Regions from separate parts of the Mus musculus genome. Here region 1 is linked to region 2. A link is a contact called in public ChIA-PET data. All regions are on one chromosome and are shown on one strand. Each heading gives the region's core, a stretch centred on a gene start, on an enhancer-like site or on the middle of the called end of the contact. The rest is flanking DNA. Distances are from core to core; before and after follow the strand shown.

Evidence for each region. ChIA-PET counts read pairs in DNA pulled down with a chosen protein or histone mark.
Region 1: an RNA polymerase II ChIA-PET map of memory CD8 T cells shows a contact between it and region 2, with 15 read pairs. The contact joins two enhancer-like sites. A contact is called at or near these places in 3 of 484 Hi-C or Micro-C datasets (cerebellum, pro-B cells and uterus), 10 of 115 datasets of contacts at active chromatin or transcription factors (astrocytes, bone marrow-derived macrophages, embryonic basal ganglia and 5 more) and 3 of 9 other capture datasets (adipose tissue, embryonic stem cells and pancreatic islet).

Annotation. Positions count from the first base shown.
Region 1 is chr12:99,555,469-99,562,353 of GRCm38.p6, forward strand. It overlaps a transcript of Foxn3 not described here. Among named protein-coding and RNA genes, the nearest start is that of Gm26839, 4.9 kb to the right of the region's middle. Within about 2 kb of position 4,178, at least 57 of the 459 cell types and tissues checked have an H3K27ac peak or open chromatin away from gene starts, as enhancers often do. A contact at or near this core is called in memory CD8 T cells and pro-B cells, where this site is marked.
Region 2 is chr12:99,281,140-99,288,438 of GRCm38.p6, forward strand. All of the region lies in intron 4 of Foxn3 (forkhead box N3), which reads right to left. Among named protein-coding and RNA genes, the nearest start is that of Gm46371, 46 kb to the right of the region's middle. Within about 2 kb of position 3,487, at least 66 of the 459 cell types and tissues checked have an H3K27ac peak or open chromatin away from gene starts, as enhancers often do. A contact at or near this core is called in memory CD8 T cells and pro-B cells, where this site is marked.

The DNA.
Region 1 (6,885 bases), core at 2,928-5,427, 280 kb after region 2:
CACACTGTTTGCAAGGGATTGGGCACAGTCGGTGGTATACAATAGGTGTCAAATTAATGTTCTCTGAATTTGTGGATGATCCATTTCCCTACATTTACATACGTCTTTAGCACCTTTCTCAACCGATTCCTTGAAGTGATTTAATATACGTGAAATATACAAACTCATACCTGTGACACAGAAATACACTCCATCTGGTGTGGATTCTTTATTGGACCCGATAAGAGACCCTGAGAACCAGGAACACACATTGCTGAATCTCTCCGATTGCCGGTTCTTTTTTTTTTTTTTTCCATTTTTTATTAGGTATTTAACTCATTTACATTTCCAATGCTATACCAAAAGTCCCCCATATCCACCCACCCCCACCGATTGCCGGTTCTAACCATCCAGCCACAAGTATCCGAAGCACAGTAGGATACCCAGAAAACCAGCAAATAAAAAAGCAATCTCAGAGCTGCTGCTGGATTAGCACGCATGAGCTTGCTTACTAGGCTATTCCTACTTCTAAAGCTGGATACTGCCAGGAAATCTGTTTACGGGTTAGGAATGAATGCCACCAGCAGCCAGGCTGGGTAGGCTATCGTGGAACTCAGGAAAAGCCTACACCGTGGGCAGGATTGTTTGTTTACCAAGTAAGGGAATGTGCTCCAGGATGGCTGAAGACAATCCAAGAGATGAAGATGAAGAAGTAAAACTCACCAATGAGGGACCTAAGAGGCCCCGCCCATCACTTAATGAACATGAAAGTCAACAGGCAAAAATCCCATTTCTTCCCAGAGTCACTGAGAGCCTTCGCCATTCTCCACTCCCATTCTTCTAGGAAGGAGACTCCATTTCATCTGTGGACGGCGGTGCTACCACTCCCAGGCAGGAATCCATCAGATTGCTTGTACGTGGTCAGTAGGTGGCACAGGCTGTAGCTTGGGTTCAGGAACTGGAGGTGAGAAAGAGCTGGGTCTTTAGAGAACTTGTAGCTCTAGGGCTGTTCTTGCCTCCATTTCCTTAGATATTAGTTATTGACATCAACACTAGGTTATTGCGAGACTCAAATGAAGTAAGGCAGAAAGTAGGATCCAGTGAAACAAACCCCTTCTCAGGACATTCTTCTGTCACCCAATATGGCCAACGTTGCCTAGAGAAAGCTGTTGTTTCTTGAGAGAGTTCTATATGCTTAATAAAGTCTCAAGACAAGACACAATGGTTTTAGTTCAGAGTTGGTTATTAACTCATCAGTAGTGCTTTGCTGATCTCATTTTAAAGTCTAACTATTTATTTATTTATTTTATTTTGAGTTTCTCAGTGTAGCCCCAGGGGTCCTAGACCTAGCTCTATACACCAGGGTGGCCTTGAACTCAGAGATACACCTGCCTCTGCCTCCCAAGTGCCGAGGTTAAAGGTGTGAGCCACCACTACCACCACGTGGCTCACCTGCACAACTATTAAGTTTGTTAAATCAGAACATTTCAAGGCACAAAGAGATCTTTCTGGGTTTCTAAATCGACCTTGAATGACATGCTAAAATCCCTCTTCCAAGCGGAGCTTGCTTACTCCAGATCTTTGCTTCTGTACTGGACACACACTGGCTCACACTTTGCAAAGCCCTCAGGGACAGCCACAGCAGCCTCCTGGTAACAGTTGGGCATCCTTCTGTTAACAAAGCAAGCCCTTCGTCTGAGTACGTAGTTCATTTGATAGAGTGCCCGCTATGCACAAAACCCTGGGCTCAATCCCCTCACCATACAAAGCCCGCATGAGGGTACATATCTGTAACCAAGCAGGGAGGTCAGGGGTTCAAGGCCATCCTTGACCTCATAGCAAGTTCCAGGCCATCCGAGGATACACGAGGCCCTGTCGTAAAACCAAAGCGACAAAACAATCAAAACCAAACACAAATCCCGAGATTATTGAGATGTAGCGCCCCACTCCAAAGCAGAATGGCTCTGCCATGCAGAATGGGCTCGGAAGGTTCCACTGGCTTGCCGGACTCGACACACTCCTTCCTTCCTTGAAAGGCGGGTGGGAGGAGGCCTTAAACAGCCTACCCATGAAAAGCTTTATTCAGCGCAATTCAATAACTGAAAGTTACCCACAATCATTTCCATCCACTACTGCGGCCGACAATTTTGTGCTCTCTACTAGTTTCATCTTTTAGAGGAAATGCTTTCTTTAAAAAAAAAAATGGTTGGAAGCTCTGTGGCTTCCTCCAACACTGATTATTTTAATCATGATCTCCAGCCCCATGCAGACAGTGGGAGCTGGGCAAGCACAATACAAGGAACGGGAGAAGGGAGAGCAGGAGCTCCGCGTCCTTTTTTTCTTCTAGACTCCCCAGCTGTGTGACCTCCGAGGATCAGTGCCAGGAGATTGGCTGTGTCTCTCAGAACAATCCAACTCCCTACAGCTTGCTGGGGTCTCTGCTGCCGTCTCCATACCTCTGGCTCAGCTCATGGATGTGTGGAAATCAAGGGTAAGGCTGGAGAGATGGCTCAGAAGGTTCCAAAGCTGGCATGAGCTCCTACTTGGTGCTCAATAGAAGTCAGAAACCAATCCCTAGAACCCATCCTGTGCTAGAACCCGGCCTCCACGTGCACAGCTGCTCTTACATCACACACGCCAATAACGATATAAGAATAAAGAAAAGCATTTAAATGCTACCTAAAAGTCCCCGCTACCAGTTGTATCTGGAACACAAGGGGGACCTGAGCAGAATCTACATAGAATCTACACTGTTTCAGGATATTCTCATAGTAGAAGAGATAACCGAGTCTATTTGATGATAATTCAAATATCATCTGCGTGTTATCACCTGACGACACACGTTGAGTCCTCCAAGCCAATGCACACAGCTCAGCAGAGCGTCCCTTCCTAGTTGACGCTATATGAGCTCTCTCCATCCCTGACAGAACCACACCGAAAGACACTAAAGCCAAGCCTCCCAGCAAGTTGACAGTGGACCACCTTGGTCACGCCCACATGCCATTCCTATCACTTATAAAGGAAGCCTGCATTTTTACACCCCTAAAAAAGACTTTGCCCCTCTCTCATTAGAACAAGCCTGGGACTTTGTCATGCAGTGACTGGTCAGATCTTTCTCTGGGTTCCCAGTAGTTTCTCAGGATGTGTGGTGAGACATAACGGATTGTTACCTTTCGCCTCCCCCTCTCTCTGAGAACAAAGGTCCTCTGAAATCGCCCAGGCAAAAGTTCTTTTTAGCTGAGTTGGCATAGGGCCCTGAAGGCAGTTTCCTCTGGCTTCCTTAGGAGAATATTTGGGCCATTTAAAAAGCAGTGGGTTTGCAACTATGTTGGCAGAGTTCTGAGTTCTAGTGCTAGCCCCAGGTGCTGCCTGGAGGGCGGTCACCACCTCTGGGCTCCTGGTTCCCCTAGAGTAGCTAGCTCTTCTTTGATTCCATTCAGCTATCAGGATCTTGCTTAAGATTCTACTTGGTGCTAACTATAAAACAAAAACGATGCCTAAGAAAACGTGTGTGTGGGCCATTCCAATAGCTGGTTCTATTATGGGGGTCTATGTACTTACAGCCTATAAAGAGGCTTGCCCTTCCTCCTACCCCTCCAGAATATGGAACATTCATGAATTGAAGCAATTAAACATGAGATTATCCAAAGTTAAAATAGTGAAATAAATAATGATTTCAAGTAGTAGATGCTTTCAAAGTTGTGATGTTTCTCTCTCAAGCGCCTTTTTACAGACCCACACCTACCTTGTGCTTCCGGCTACCAGCAAGGTTGGCACATACCTGAAATATGTTCTTTATGAATTTCCCCCCCTCAGAAGCAAGCAGAGAAGGACAGTCCTCTCCCTCTCTCCTTCCCTTCTTCCCTCCTTTGGCATTTGATTGGTATTCTGAAACTACTGTTAAAAATTTGGCACAGCCATCCAAACAGTGCCAGCTTGAATGATTCTATCAGTGACTTTCTGACAACTGGGAATGAGCTAGGACTTCATTGAGCACCTTGCTCATTTGTATTGGTGAACGAAGCTGTACCTGACAGCGTAAGGATTAATTCTTCCAATTCTAAAGTCAAAACGGAAATTCACGGAAGTGCCAGTGATTTGAAGCAGGCTCATCGTTCGTACAACTCATGGTCACCTCCTTTGAACTGAGCAAACTCTGGGGCAGGCTGGAGCGAGTCAAGGTAGATTCTGGAAACTAACAAGTCTCATTCACTTCCTTCAGTTTGTAAAAACAAGCAACTGTCAGGTTTCCTGCCAATGGCAGTTTGCTGTACTTGCAGATAACTTCTCAACAGGAAATCCTTTGCTGAGAGGGACCAGTCATGCCATCAAGTCCCGGAGCACCAAATATTTGATAACGTGGGATCGTGAACTACACCCGTAATCGGATCATGGACACTACATGGCTCTAAGCTATTTGCTACACCATCAATATAGGATATTAAATAAGCATTAAGACATATTTAGGAACTCTTTCATCTCTCCCCCCACTCCTTGAGGCAATCAGTTGAGAAAAACAAGGGAGATGTGATATTCTTTTAGAAGTACCAAACTGCAATTTAAATAAAATTTAAAACCTTTTTAAGAAAAGGGTCCAGTGCAGTGCTAAATATACCACATATGGAGAGAAGTTATTTGAAACACAAATATAAAGACCTTGAAATTAAGGAGTCTGGCAGGGTGGGGGTGGTGTACACCTTTAATCTCAGCATTTAGAAGACAGAGGCAGGTGGATCTCTGTGAGTTTGAGGCCAGCCTGCTCTACAGAGTGAGTTCCAGGACAGCCAGGGCTACACAGAGGAATCCTGCCTTAAATAAATAAATAAATAAATATTTTAAAAGGGGTGCTGGAGAGATGGCTCAGTAGTTAAGAGGTCTCTTCCAGAGGGCCTGTGTTCGGATCCCAGCACCTACACGAGAGGGCTCACAACAGTCCGGAACTTCAGCTCCAAGGACTTCTGGTATGTGTCCACACCCACATGCAGATACATACACCTAAGCATAATTAATAATAATAAATACTAAAAAAAAAAAAAACCACCTTACCATTTAAAGATTGTCATGGATACAACAGGTCAAATTCTAGCCACTGTGTTGATTGTTATATCGACAAGTTTTACTGAAGCACCTCAAAGTCAAAATTTAGGAGAGGTATGTTTGGTTATTCTCTGCTTAGCAAAATGAGTGAAAAGGGGGCGCTGGAGGAGGTGACTAAACTTTTCTCCTTGGTATTCCTCACCATGAATAAGATATAGCTGATATGTGTGCTAACGGCCTGGAGGACCGCCCCACCCACCCAAAATAGCCTCAATAAAAAAACCAAAAACAAAAACGGGAAAGCACCGCTCTCCATTCACGGGAGAGGAAATGCATCTAATCAACTGGGCAGTCATATTTGCAGTCTGGAAATGGTCCTCGCTCCACTTAGGAGCACCTCCTCCCCCTGCTCAGCCACCAAGAACACCCTGCCCTTTGCTCCCCTGAGCACCAGGCATAGCCCAAGGGAACCTGTCCAACCCCCCAGAGACCTTCATGATCAAACACCTCAACTCCACCTGGAACCGGCTTGCAAGCCCGGAAACACTTCATAACGCCTTTGCCAAATGACCCTGCCTCCGCTGGCTGCATTCTGGTCTCTAAGTCTGTAAAAAAGGACTTTTGTTCTAACAGGAGAGACACACCTCTAGAAGCAGACACATAGTTCTACAATTAATGGCTCAAATGTACTCTTTGCAGCCTTCCTCTTGCTTAACTCAGAGGATCCAAAATGCTAAGTAAGCATGAACGCTCACACTGGCTTTCAGGCTCTTCCCTGAACTATTTTCAATAAAAATACAGTTATGAAATCCAGAGGGCTCTGTTTTTTGGTTGTTGTTGTAAAATGACCTTGGTTTGACAGGCATGGTCTCAGGTTTCAACAGATGTTGTGGGAAAGCTAACAGAAGCCAGCAAGTTCTCCAAGCATCTGTGATGACATGCAGGGCTTTTTTTTTCCCCCCTAAGTGGTGGTCATGGTAGTGAATGCATGTGTGGTGGGGGTGGGGTGGGGTTACACTTCTCAGTTTCTATGACAACCATGTCTCCATTCCTGGGTTACTAGATACCATCTACTTCCTGTGTCTAAATATTTAAACCAATCAGAAAAGTGTTTATACGGTTAACAACTTCTGGGACCCAGCTTCTTTAATGAGGCACTTTAAGGCTCAAATGAAGATGTCCAGAGAGGCTGCAGGCTGTCTTATAGAGATCCCGCTTCATCCCCTATCTCTAATTCTGCCTTCTGTGGTAAAAGACCCCCCCACCCCCGCCCCTTCTTGGATGTGAATTGTATTCTGCTCAAAGCAGACGCCACAATTTCTTGCAATAGTCTGCAAGCTGATCGGGATTGCTTGCCTTTCATTGTCTGTTTTCCCTTCCACTGTCTAAAGACTTAGATTTAGCGCGAGAAACATACTAATTCACAAGGCACTTAAATTATCAAAGTAATGATACAGTTAAGCTTCCATCTGTTGGTGTAGCTATTTAAATGCTCAGATGAAAAAAAAATTAGGAAAAATTAATTCCAAGTTGAGCAACTTTGCATCCTACAACTTATGGAGAGAAATCACTGTGAAGCCCCACATCTATCAGTGCGAGCTAGAAGCTGACATCTGCAGAGAAATTTGTCACCAAAATGGCCTACTTTATCTGGATAGAAACAACAACACAAAATTAAAGATAAAGACACCCAGAGCGAGCCAGATGCACCCAGATCAAAAGAGAAACCAGGCAGGAACCCATGTACAAGCCGGCAGATCTGAAATTAAGACGAGGTTTTAAAAGACGGTTTCGGGTGACTGTTTTCCTAAGTCCCCATCAGACTGACCAATCAGTGTGAGAGTTAGAGCGGGCTCCAGACATTCGTGC
Region 2 (7,299 bases), core at 2,237-4,736:
CACAACAGGTAGAGGGAAGGCGCCCCTGGGGTCAGGTGGATGAGCGGGAAATAGAGCTACAGACAACCGTTTGTCTAGAAAGCCTTCTTCCCAATCTATGTGGGGGGGGGGGGGACCTCACACCTGAAATCAGTATAATTTGAAGAGTAACTGAGTAATGAAAACTCAGTTCAGAACCAAAGGTATTGCCTCTTCAATTTCACTTGCTAGTTCCCAACTTAATTTTTAAATTAAGACTCCTCTAATGAGACTCAAAACTGTTCTCGATGAATTCAAATGGCAATAAGGGGAAGAAAAGATGCTAAATGAAAGATGTGTTCCGTCTCCTACACTTGTCTGCTGGGGGCTGGGAGCCACAGGGAGGGCAGATATAATATTCTCCTCTACACAGGCCATCTAGCTACAAATTGCATTTGTCAGACATGGGAGTCAGTGGACCTGAAGAGAACGGGGACTGCTGAAAATAGCCTCTACGTCACAGGCCTGAACTTGGCAATCATTCTGAATATACACACATGATATGCACACGTGAGCATGGATGGACCGGCACACACCTGCAGCTACATGTTCATTTACACACATACACAATTTGTTTTGGCCAAATACGTGATTTGCACTTGTTTTGCTCTACCTGCGAGAGCAGGTAGATGCTGCTCAGGTCTCCTGAAGCAAATGCGTGTGCAACCAGTGCTCCGTGGCTGTAACTGGGTGTGCATAACTGGGTACAGGGGCATTAGAGCTCGTTAAGGACAATGGTCCTAGCATTGCCGGCTTAAGCTGCCGTCCTGGAAGGCGCCCCATGCACTCAAAGTGACAGTCACACAGGAGGCCTCTACAAGAGAACTGCAGCTCTGTGACACACAGAAGTCACTGGAGACATATATATATTAGTTTAACTGGCACTGTTTCTTTAGAGGACCTTGATTGGTTGAACACAAGAGAAGCTCACTTTCCACTGGCCTAGGTAAGAAAGTGGGCTTACCTTGTCTCAGCAGGAACAAATAAAGTAGCTCCTTATCCCAGGTTCACTGTGTTTACACTATTTTTTTTTTTTTTAATCACACTGGTTGGTTCTAAACTAGGGTGTAGTGGATGTCAGGGTAGTTAGTTGATGATAGTTAGCGTCCAAACCCAAGAAAAATAAATAGTACAGTGCAACCCTGGCCCGGCCTGGGCCATGCCGCTACGCTCGACCTGTCGCCAAGGCCAGAGAGTGTCCATCAGAAACGCTCTGATGTAGGACTTAGAGGTCCACGGTGGTCCTACACGATTAGAAATGAGCTGTGGTCCAAGCACTGGTAGACAGACGGTAGGCCTGTGAGCCAGCAGAGAAAGGGTCAACCCATTCCCATGCTGTGTGAAGTAAGAGGCTGAAGAGCACGGCTTGAGAACAAGACGGATTCAATATAGAACTGTTCTTTGTACATGCCTCACATTTTGGTCTTTATTAAGACTTTGTCACCGTCTTGTTGCAAATGTCACCAGAGCGGAGACTTATGCTTCTAATTCATGCTTGTAATTGGTTGTCCAATTAGAATCAGATTACCTGAGCACACCCCAGAAAACTTGTTTGAGCTCGACACAATGGCACACATTGGGAAATCGGAGCTTGAGAGGCTAAGGGAGGAGGGCCAGAAGTTTCAGTCCAGCCTTGGCTGCATAAAGAGTCCCAATGTGCCCCCCCCCAATAAAAACCATCTACAGCCTAAGAAGCACTAGCTGACGTATGCTTTGGTAACTGCTAGGGAGGGGACAGGCCTACTGGGACCCCTCTTCAAGGATGGCCTAAGTTTCTTTCCACCACATAAGTAGCTGGCTCTCGCTTCCCAATGCTCGACCTCCCTGTTTACTGAAACAGACCTTTGTCGGGTCTGGTTTTATTCTGCATAATCCAGCACACTAAGTCAAAGAACAAGCCCTACAGATCACAGGCAACTCCAGTGAGACCCAGGGGAACCTTCTTTGTGTTTGTTCCATTTCTGTGGGACCACAGTCATTCAAGCATGGCAAGAACTGCATGGGATGCTCTTGGGAGGAGAGCCTGAGTCTTTCCCAGCCTCAATACACCAGAGATTGAAAGTGACCTTAAATGCCCTAAAGGCATCTCTATAGTCAACTGGGGGAGAATGTTTGTTGTTGTTGCTTGAGGGTGAAGGTATACGAAGCTGCAGGAGTCTGCACAGATGTTACCGTGAACATAACGAATGCTGTGCCTTTTAATTCTCACCAAGTTCATCAAGTTGGGACTCTTGCTTTTTGGACTGGGCAGGAAGCAGAGGCCTGCACCAGTCAGATGAGCTGCTTGAGGGCACATGGTTGGGGCGGCAGGGGCATGTCATCCCAGGGTTCCATTACCCACATCTGGAGAGCCTGCAACTTTCTTCTACAGGCTGCAAGGACCACTGAGAGTAACGATCTCTTTAAGGCCATTCCACTTAAGAACCTGGGCTACACACATGTGCACACAAATGTAGGCACACATCCCATTGTGTGCGTGATGGCACAGATATGAAAACCCTAAGGCCTGCCGCTTGGCAAGGGCTTAGGAAGGAAACCCACAGGGAGCAGAAAGAATGGATATAAACTTGGCTTCGGAAGCTTAGAGGGGGTAATTTTAAGTCCACTTCTGAAACCATCATTTGAACAGCTTGCTCAGAACACATCCTAAAAGCTTCATTATCCTTAAGTCTTTTGGTAATTTTACAAAAATATTTCTAGACCTCCACCCCAGCAGTTCCACAGAGCTTCAAGGGGAATGGCTTTTCCTTTCCAATTGTACTTAAAGCCAGGGCTCTTTGATAAGACACATGTTACTTATGGCAACAGGATCCAAAGCTGTTTCATCTCTACACTTCATAGTCTTGTTACGGGTATAATTTAATAGATTTCAGAAACATTCCTAAACGCTATGCAATCTAAAAGAAAACATTCCTATTGATGTATTTAGTCTAAAGTTACATCCATAAAAATGAACATCAAGTAAGATCAGTGCTCAGCAGTAGGGTTATTCTTTGTACTAACCTTCCAGTGGCTAATTCTAGGACTTTCTATTCTCCATCCAATCTTTAGCAATCATAAAGTGTATGTTGGGGGACTGGCTCCATAGGTAAAGCAATTCTCTGTGTAAGTGTGAGGACCTGAATTCAAACCCCAGGAGCTCAGTGCAGGCCCCTTACTGGAGCAGAAAAGCAGAGGCAGGAGGATGCCTGGCAGCTCCCAGGTCAGCTAGCCTGAAGTACTTAGGTGAAAAGACCCTGTCTCAAAAAAGGCAGACACATGTACGAAGACTGGAGGATGTCCTCTGCCCTCAACACTTGGACCACAGCACGGGCATACCTACAAGTATGTGCGGTGTGTGTACACACATAGACACACAAAGACACACACAGACAAAAGACAGACAGACACACAGACATACACACACAGAGGGGAAGTGGGGGAAACAGATGCCTTGCCTCTTGAGGAAGTCTCTGGTAAATGTTTTCAATTTCCTGTCCTCAGCCTTGCTGGCCATAACGTCTTACTCAGCAGTCTGCTCACAGGGCTGCTTTCTCAGAGGGCAATATGAGACTTCCATGAAGACAGTTATTAGAGACAGGGGTCTGGAGATTAGCTAAAGTTAGGGTCAAGCAGGGAAATGCAGACTATGGAACTGAAGGGGCCTTCGACTGTACAGCAGGCTACTGGCATGGGAAGTTTAGACAGCTGGGCTCACAGGTGTGGGGGGTGCGGCTCAGCTCTTGCCTGGCACACTCAAAGCCTTCAGTCTCCATCATATACCAACTGAACATGCTAACACAAGCCTGCAATCCCAGTACTTGAAAGGTAAATGGACATTGCAAGTCTTAGGTATACTACATACCTAAGACCCTTCATTCCAAAATAAATAAATAACCGGACCAGCAAAGATCAAAATGAACTAGCGGCCTCTTTGAAAGTCGTACTTCCTTGTTATTTTTTAATGAGCATAAAAGCATGTTCCAAAGCACACAGAGAAAGATTAGAGGAGCCCAGGAGCACCCCTCCAACTTCACCTCTGTAAACAGACCGGCACGCTGACAATTACTGAAGCTCCAGAAAAAGCTTTCCTCACTGCAGGACAAAAAGACAAACAATGCGGAGGAAGACTCAGAGTCTACCCCGGGCCAAGGAGAACAGAAGGCAGTGGGCATCTGAGGGCAAATGTGGAGAGGGGCTGCCCCCTCCCTGTAAGTGCTAAGGTTTTTTAGTGGGCACGCCTGGGGGCAGTAAGCAGATTTATGCAAGAGGTGAACGCCCTCCTTTGCACAGTGGACAAAAGAGTCAGCTTGCGGAAGGGATGAAAGATGCCAGAAAGCCCAGGGCGAGCTGCCACTTGTGAAAGGGACAGGCGGGCGGGGGAGGGTCTCAGAAAACCCAACAAAACCAGAGATGCGGGCCCTTGGAGTCAAGAACTCAGTGCCAAAGAGTGGTCCCTGAATCCTGCTAGGATCAGCAAAGAGATGCTGGCTGGGCTGACGTTCAGAGTGGAAACTGACAAGAATGCTCCTGGGAAGATTTTGTGGTGTTTCTCCATGAGTGTGTGGAAGAGCGAACCCTTTGGAGATAGACGAGATGAACAGGTGAATGCTGGTCCTGAGGAGTAGATTCACAGGAAAGGGCGTTGCCAAAAAATGAACACAGTGAGCCCCTCAGGGACGGTAGTGGTGGCGTGACAGTTAAGCACTGATTGCTCTTGCGGGTCACCTGGGTTTGGTTCCTGGCACCCAAATGGCTGCTCACAACCATTTGTAACTCCAGTTCCAGGGCACACCCTCTCCTGACGTCTGTGGGCTCTGCACCCATGTGGTACACAGATATACATGCAGGCAAAACAACCATACACCTAAGATTATAATAATAATAATAACAACAACAACGCTTTTTTTTTTGTTTCCTGTCTCACCATGTGACCTCTTCTCTGCGTGTTCCTATCACTGTAATGCCAGGGTCATGAGGCCCTTGTCGGAGGAAGAATTACAAGGGCTGGCTCTCTGTGCCTTACACTTTCAGACTGTGAACAACCTCGTTTCTTTACAATTTATCCTACTTCAGCTATTTTGCTATAGTAATGGAACTCACACTATTACAAGGGTTAAGCCACTTGCTTAGGAAGCCAAGATTTCTTTCTAGGTTGTCTGAATCTGTAATACATGACGAACTGAGAGAGCTTTCGGGAACGATCATGTTTGATATCTGGTTGTTCGGGCAGCTGGCAAACACATTCTGCCCATCTTCTTGGATCCACCAAAGACAGGTAAAGGTCACACTTTTTCCCTCGTTCATTTTGATTTTTAGGCATTGCTAGGGAGGGTCAGGGCTGTAATTCAGGGAGGAAACTGTCCCAGAGGGACGTTTCTCAGTTTACACTGAAGACTGCATGGCGTTTCCTATGCATCTTGACTGAAGGCATGGAGTTAATGAGGACCAGGGCTTGGGGATCTGACTCAAAACCTGAGTTTTCTGAGCATTCACCCTCGAGCCTTCTGTGGCATGAAATAAAACCAAGTGGGAATTCCCTCATCTATCTATCAGTGAACCGCATGGCCGGGCTATGGCAGCAGAGGGCTGCGGTGGGCAGGTGGGAGCAGCCCCAGCATGAAGCCAACCCAGGACATGGATAATCCCACTCCGCAGAGCAGTGCAGAGCAGTGATCATCATGCATGGTTTCCCAATGCTGCATGCACTGTGCACACACAGAGACAACGTGAATCTGCCAGCAAAGAACTGGTCTGTCTCCCTGCTCCTCCCTTCTGCTGTTGGCTTGTGGCGGCTTAATCCTGCTCTGTGCACTGAAAATGTCTCTAAGGATTTCTTTCCATTTCATTAGTTTATCCTGTGGGCTGTCAGCAGCCAAGAAAGAAAAACCTGTTGGGTGTGATAGAATGCTTTGATTCATTCACTGCATGCTAGGAGCACAGATTTGGTAATGACTTATTTTGATAATAGTTGGTAATGATAGCAGTGGCCCAGTGCTAGCCAGAGTGAAGGAGAAGGAAGGTGAGGGGAAGCCAGAGGAGGCAGGGTGTCAGGTTGTTGATGGGGGAGGTCTGAGAAAGAGTTCTTGTCAGTGCTGTTAGCAGTTGGCTTCAGGCCTTCCCCTCGGTCTGACTAGAAGCTGGGCTGAGCGGCTGAGAGACTGGCCCAGGGCGTCCCTTGGACAGCTCCAGTCTGACACAGAAATGGAGGTGTAGCTTAGTGTGGATGGGTGCGGGAGGTGCTTCTCATGAAACAAACACTGGCAAGTTCAGGGCCATCAGGCCTACGAAGGACAGGAAGAGCAGCAGGGAAGGTCAGGCTCAGCTTGCCCCAAGTTGTAGCAGAAGGCAGGAGGCGAAGGGTGATAGGGTGAGGGGTGTCTTGTGTCCTTTTAAGGTGAGAAACCATCAGAGGCCAGGTGAAGGGGCAGACCAGGGTGAGAAACATCTTTAATTATGAGATACAGACTCATGAAAATAATTCAAGCCACAGTGACCTTTAAATGAAATAACCTAAATCTAACTTTGTAATGCTTGGAGATGGGAAGGGAAATCCTTAAAGAACTTCATTCTTTTTTTAGAAAATAAGACATCATTAAACATATTATATATGTATACACACACACATATATATATATATATATGTACATATACATGTATGTATTTATATATATAAACATTGAAACACACAGACGAAACTGAAACTCAAAGCTACGGGGTCTGTTGGAAACACCTGTCAGCTGGTCACCCCTGCAAGCCTCTGAGTAAACTCCACTTGTGTTTAGATGCCCAGGTCCCTTGTCAGACAACAGGCTTGTCCCCTTGGGAGTCTCTGCTTGGTTTCTATTGTACAAAACCTGAAGGGCTCTCTAGTCCGTTAGAACTGCTAGAATACTGAAACCGCTTTCACAGACTACATGGCATTCAGAATAAACACTGGGAATTGACAAAATGACCAATTACGTGAAGAAGCTCTGCCTGACATAATCCAAAGCAAATCTCCCCCCAGTACTCTCCTCCGGGGTGACCAACAGCCCAGCCTGCCTATGATTTTGAACCTGAAGATGGTCGGTGCCAACTTTGAGGTCTGAGCAAGGCCTTGAGCACTTCCAGCTACTCCTTCCTACTGGCTTGATTTAGGCTAGAAAATACCAACGTGCCATTCAGCTCACAAGCCCAGCAAGTGTTAGAGGACACGAGACGGGCTCCCTGGTCTCAGCACAGGTTCAGGTGCTCATTTCCACGGGATTAGAACACATTACAGGACGCCCTTACTTGGGTTTGGTTTTGTTATTTTTCAAC